Regions from separate parts of the Sus scrofa genome. Here region 2 is linked to region 1. Evidence: chromatin contacts called from public Hi-C data. All regions are on one chromosome and are shown on one strand. Each heading gives the region's core, a stretch centred on a gene start, on an enhancer-like site or on the middle of the called end of the contact. The rest is flanking DNA. Distances are from core to core; before and after follow the strand shown.

Evidence for each region. A called contact is a pair of places that touch in the nucleus more often than the background predicts.
Region 2: a contact with region 1 is called in a Hi-C map of skeletal muscle, with 4 times the contacts expected there. The contact joins the promoter of GSR here to the promoter of WRN in region 1. A contact is called at or near these places in 3 of 47 Hi-C or Micro-C datasets (heart right ventricle and skeletal muscle).

The regions. Positions count from the first base shown.
Region 1 is chr15:54,093,395-54,095,989 of Sscrofa11.1, reverse strand. WRN (Werner syndrome ATP-dependent helicase) reads left to right here and starts at 1,317. Exons shown (of 35, transcript XM_021075787.1): 1 at 1,317-1,624. It overlaps PURG (purine-rich element-binding protein gamma), which reads right to left and starts at 949. Exons shown (of 3, transcript XM_003359494.4): 1 at 794-949; 2 at 1-496. The coding sequence starts at 490.
Region 2 is chr15:54,381,267-54,383,861 of Sscrofa11.1, reverse strand. GSR (glutathione reductase, mitochondrial) reads right to left here and starts at 1,298. Exons shown (of 13, transcript XM_003483635.4): 1 at 505-1,298. The coding sequence starts at 801.

The DNA.
Region 1 (2,595 bases), core at 68-2,567:
CTACAGAGACTGGTGGGGAGGGTGCTGAGTGCTTCTGTCTCCTCCTGGAGCTTTGCTCTTTGCCGTGACCATGCTCTTGTCGGTGGCCTTTCAGGCCCAGGTGGGCATAGTGCTCGATGAAGTCCCCTAGGCAGTCCTTCAGCTCCGCTGCCACAGACAGGGAGAGGGTCAGTTTACTCTTTCTGATATTGTCTTGCCGGCCTCTCCCTATCCAGACTTCGGCTATCTTTAGGAACCGGCCCCGGGAGCTTTGCTTCACGTCTAGGTAAAACCTTTTTTTCTGGATGTCCACTCGTTTAGAGGCCAGCTCCTGGATTTCGGCGGCGCCCCCAGCCTGACTAGGGGTGGCTGAAGCCGCGTAGTGGGGGTAGTGGGGGTGCTGGGCCTGGGGATAGAGTCTACTCTTGCTTAGGCCAGAGCCCCCTACATTCTTGCCGCCGCGGCCACGGCCGCCGCCGCCGCCGCCTCCCCTTCGCCTGGCTCTTTCCATCTTCAGCTGCAAGTGACAAACAGACACACGGGGTGGGGTGGGGGAGGGGTGTTGAGAACAATCGCAGACGCCCCTCGGCCTGGGCTGCCCCAGCCTCCGCCCGGGACCCCCACACCGGGCCGCGCTTTGCACTGTGCCGGCCGCCGCAGCGCCGGGCTCCCGCCTCTACCGGACGAACGGTGGCGGCGGGCGGAGTCTCCCGGCTCCGCACCGGGCACACAACATCCCTCCGCGGCCCCTGGCCTCCCGCTCCCGCTCGCCTCGGGCTCAGCAGCCCCGGGTCCCCAGCCAGCAGACACTCACATCAGCACTGCCATCACCGCCGCCGCCGCCGATGCCCTTCACGACCGCCGCCGCCAGCTCTCGGCCCCTCTGTAGCAGCCGCCGCCCCCTGCCTGCTCCCCCGCCGCCGCTCGCACCGCCCCCCGCCGGAGCAGCCAGGCAGGGGCATCGCCTGCGGCGCCCGCCGCCGCCGCCCCTCCTGCGGCCGCTGCGGGGGCCGCCGCGGGGGCCGCCGCCTCTCTTCGGGCTCCGGCCCGACGCCCGCCGGGGAGGGTAAGGAGGGCGGGGAGGGGGGCGGTGGGAGGCGGGCAGTGGACCCCGCCTCTCCAGCACAGCCGGCTGAAGGGAAGACTGGGTCTCACGCTTTCCCTTGGGGCGCGCCCTGACTGAAGCCCAGCGCGAGGTGACTGGACAGGTATGAAGATGGGAATAAGGACCGGGGCGGCGAGAGAGTTCTGACTTCTTCAGGTTCCGCTGGGAACTGGTACTCTGGCGGCCCACCGGCACCTGCGCGGAGACTACACTCCCCGAAGTGCACAGCAGCGTCGAGTCCTCTGCGCATGTGCGCCGCGTAGCCATCTGGGCTGTGGTGGGCGGGGTTGTAGCACAGCGCCTCCGGAGAGGAGGACTGGGGGCGGGGCGGACCCTGGAGAAAGGTTTGGGGAAGATCTATGTCCCAGAAGTGACGTGTACTCTGTGCGCCTTGACGCTCAGGCGTGTGCTCCTCAGCGCGGGAACAAAGTCTGTTCAATTGATGACTATCCTGGATTCCTGGGTTCCAGGCCCCAGTGTTGGGGCGCTGCTCAAGTCATCCAGCTGAAGGGAAATCCTGTTGAACTGGCTCTTCTCAGGGTAACGTGTCCTCCCTCTTCCTACTTCCAGCTCCAGACCCTGGGGTATCGTTCTAGCCTTCTCCTACACTGGAGGTGCTCAGTCCGGCAGAGCAGGCCTCTGGGCTGTGTGTAGGAGATCCCTCCTTCCCCTTTCCACCTTTCGAGCTTAGCGGTAAAGAACCTCGTCCTCCCGCAGGCCTTCTTTGAGCTGCTGTGAGCAAAAGTGTGCTTCCACGCTCCTCTCGCTTTAGCTTGTGCAGCTGATTGGTTACCTGTTGCGTGCGTTTAGGAGCCTGTTCTAACTATATGGTCTTCACTGCTGCAGAAATTCAGCCACTCCATGTTTACACAACATAGTCCAGGGAAATAACCCATTTTGTCTAATGTAACAAACTATTTTGGAGTTTTCGAGTTCAAAGTATTCAATCTTTAATGGTTTGGGTTTTTTTTTTTTTCTTTCTCCTGGTTGAATTTGAGTTGATTTCTGGGTATGTTTGAATATGTAAAAATTCTCCCCATGGAAGGGAATATTAAAATCCTTAGGATGCTAATTTAGTAGTCTTTAAGTTAGCGTGTAGGAGAAACTGTCCCAATAAAAATGTAGAAAGGAGAGACTCTGGCCATGATGACTAAGCAAAGTCCATCCAACTGCCCCAACCACCCCTCCCCACACATCTGCTTCTGTCAATTTGTTTCCACATCCACTACCTGCCTGACGTCACTCCGGTCCAACTAGCCAAGGATGGACCTGGAAGAAGTAGCCCATAAAAGCCTTGTGAAACCCTTCTTCCGGGCTCAGACACTGGAGATCGATCTCCTCCGAGCCGGCCGGCGTAATAAACCTGAGTTCTCCAACTCTCCGAGTGCTCGCTTGGTTTCTTGCCGGGTAAAAGAGCTGATCCACTGCAGCCAGAGCTGCTGGAGCTAGTAGGCTACAGCCACAGGGCTGTCTCCAGAGCTGATACGCTGCAGCGCAGGGCTGCTGGGTAG
Region 2 (2,595 bases), core at 49-2,548, 290 kb before region 1:
GCTGTAAATCATTCTGCCCTTGAAAATGAAAGGAGAGGACCGCAAGTCAATGACATAGGCTCCATCCTCCCTTTCCCCCCTTCCCAGAGACGCAGGCAAGCTGCAGTTATCCAGGTGCAGTTTTGGGTTCATAGATTTGGTAATGAGATAGAGCATGGACTACAATACCCTTCCGCCTTGAGGACTGAGGATGCAGGAAAGTTACGTTAGATTTAACCACCTCCTGCCAGCGTTATTATTGCACCTGCGCTGGAACAGGCGCAGGCTTAGCTTCGGGGGCCGCGGAAAAAAAACTGTACACTTCTCTCATCTAAACTTGCTGGGATCCCGCCTCTGACTCGGGTGGGAAAGCGGAAAGGGCAGCGCCAGAGCTCACTAGGAAGGAGCACAGAACGTTTCTGCAGAGAGAGGAGGAAAGAAAGCGGGGCCTCGGGCGCGGTGCTGCAGGGGCCGAGGCGCAAGGAGCAGCACCAGGAGCAGCACCGGGAGAGCGCGGGTACTCACGCAAGTGCCGCCCAGCTTGTGGCTCTCCACCACCGCGGCCCGAGCGCCCAGCTCCGCCGCCCGGCGCGCGCTGGCCAGCCCGCCGGAGCCGCCCCCGATCACCAGGTAGTCGAAGGAGGTCGCGACGCTGCGGGCTGGGGGCCAGCACTGTGGCTGCGACTCCTGCCTGCTCGCCATGGCTCGGGGGAAGACGCTGGCGGGTCGGGTTGGAGGCGGCGCGAAGCGGGAGAAGGCGCGCGCCGCCTGCCGCCAGCTGGGGCCCGCGCTAGCGCTCAGGGTCCAGACCAGCAGGGCCATGCACGCGGAAGTGTGCGCCGCGGGGGTGCGGCCCGGGGGCGGGCCCCGGGGAAGAAGGGGGGCCGCGCGGGCACCCGGCCGGCGCAGCCTCACGGTGACTAAGCACCCGACCCGAGCGAAGGGGGAGGGGGAACGGGGTGGGGGCGGGGCTCGCTGACCGAGGCTTGGCGGGACTGGGGTGGGCAGGCGCGGAGGGGCGGTGTTGCCCGCCCCCCGTGCCCCTGGGTGCAAACCAGCCCGCTCTGCCCCAAATGGGGGTCACCTTTCCTGGATCTCTCCGCCTGGGTCTTCACCCCAGCACGAGTCCGCGAGCCCGAGTGGCATCAGCCGGATGTTGGTTTCTGAAGTCCCAAGGGGCCAAGGAGGATGAACACCTTCTTTTGTTCCCCCAGCCTTTTCTGAGCGGGCCCCTTGGGAGATGCCAGGGGCGACGAATTCTCAGGGAAGGGAGATTTGTCCACCATCGTTTTTGAGGGCGCTGTTTCTCACGGTTTGAGCAACAGACCACCTGAACCCTGGGTCTTAACCCGGATCTACTAAATCGGAAGCTCTAGGTCAGGACCTCAGCAATCTACATTTTAAACACCCCTTCTTTCCAGCTCTCAGGTGAGTTCTAAACATACTCTGTGAGACATTGGGACAGAAGTTTTTGTGATCCATGGATGAAGCATAAAGATAACAAACGTAGAGATAGAGACACAAAGAGTTCCCCCTATAGCGCAACCGGATGGGCGGCGTCTTGCGAGCCCAGGGACGAAGGTTTGATCTCTGGCCCAGAGCAGTGGGTTAAGGATCCCATGTTTCCCTGCAGCGTAAGTCACCAATGCGACTCAGATCTGATCCCTGGCCCCGGGAACCCCATTATGCCACTGGGCAGACAAAAAAGAAAAAAACACCCAGCACTTTGCTCCCAAACTGTCGAGACTGGGATGTCATTTTACAGTGTTTGGACTACCAGTTGGTAGTTGTAAATGAAGTTGGAGCCGTCAATGAAGTAGTAAGTAAATAAATCTGTGTGGCCTGAGCCTATCACCCACAAGGCTGAGAGCACTGCAGTCAGAGGACTGAAAGTTCAGGTTGAATCACAGAGAAGCTAGGCCCAGCACCCTGAAGAGGAGTGGGAACTAAGTACTCTCCAGTTAGAATGGTATCCAGTTATTTTAAGGTGTTTTGTTTTGTTTTTTTCCTGATTAAAATGTAATGGAGGGAGTTCCCGTTGTGGCTCAGCAAGTTATGGATCTTTCCTTCTCTCTGTGAGGATGTGGGTTTGATCCCTGACCTGGCTCAATGGATTAAGCAGCCAGTGTTGCTGCAGTAAGTCAGAGATGCCACTCCAGTATTGCAGGGGCTGTGGCATAGGCGTCGGCTGCAGTGACAGTTCAAACCCTAACCTCAGGTGCAGCCCTAAAAAGAAAAAAAAATGTAATAGAGGGAAAGGAAGGAAAGTTCCTCCTTCCACCAGGCTGCCACATAATAAATGTACACAAAACAACAGAGTTAGAAAAATCCCATTTTAGGAGTTCCCATTGTGGCTCCAAGGGTTAAGACCCTACATAGTGTCCATGAGGTTCAGTCCCTGGCCTTACTCAGTGGGTTAAAGATTGGCATTGCTGCAAGCTGCAGCATAGGTTGCAGATTCTGCTCAGATCTGGCATGGCTGTGGCGTAGGCTAGCAGCTGCAGCTCCAATTTGACCCCTAGCCCGGGAACTTCCATATGCTGCAGGTGCAGCCCTAAAAAGAAAAGGAAAGAAGAAAAAAAATCACCATTTTACAGCTGTCATAGTTATCATTGT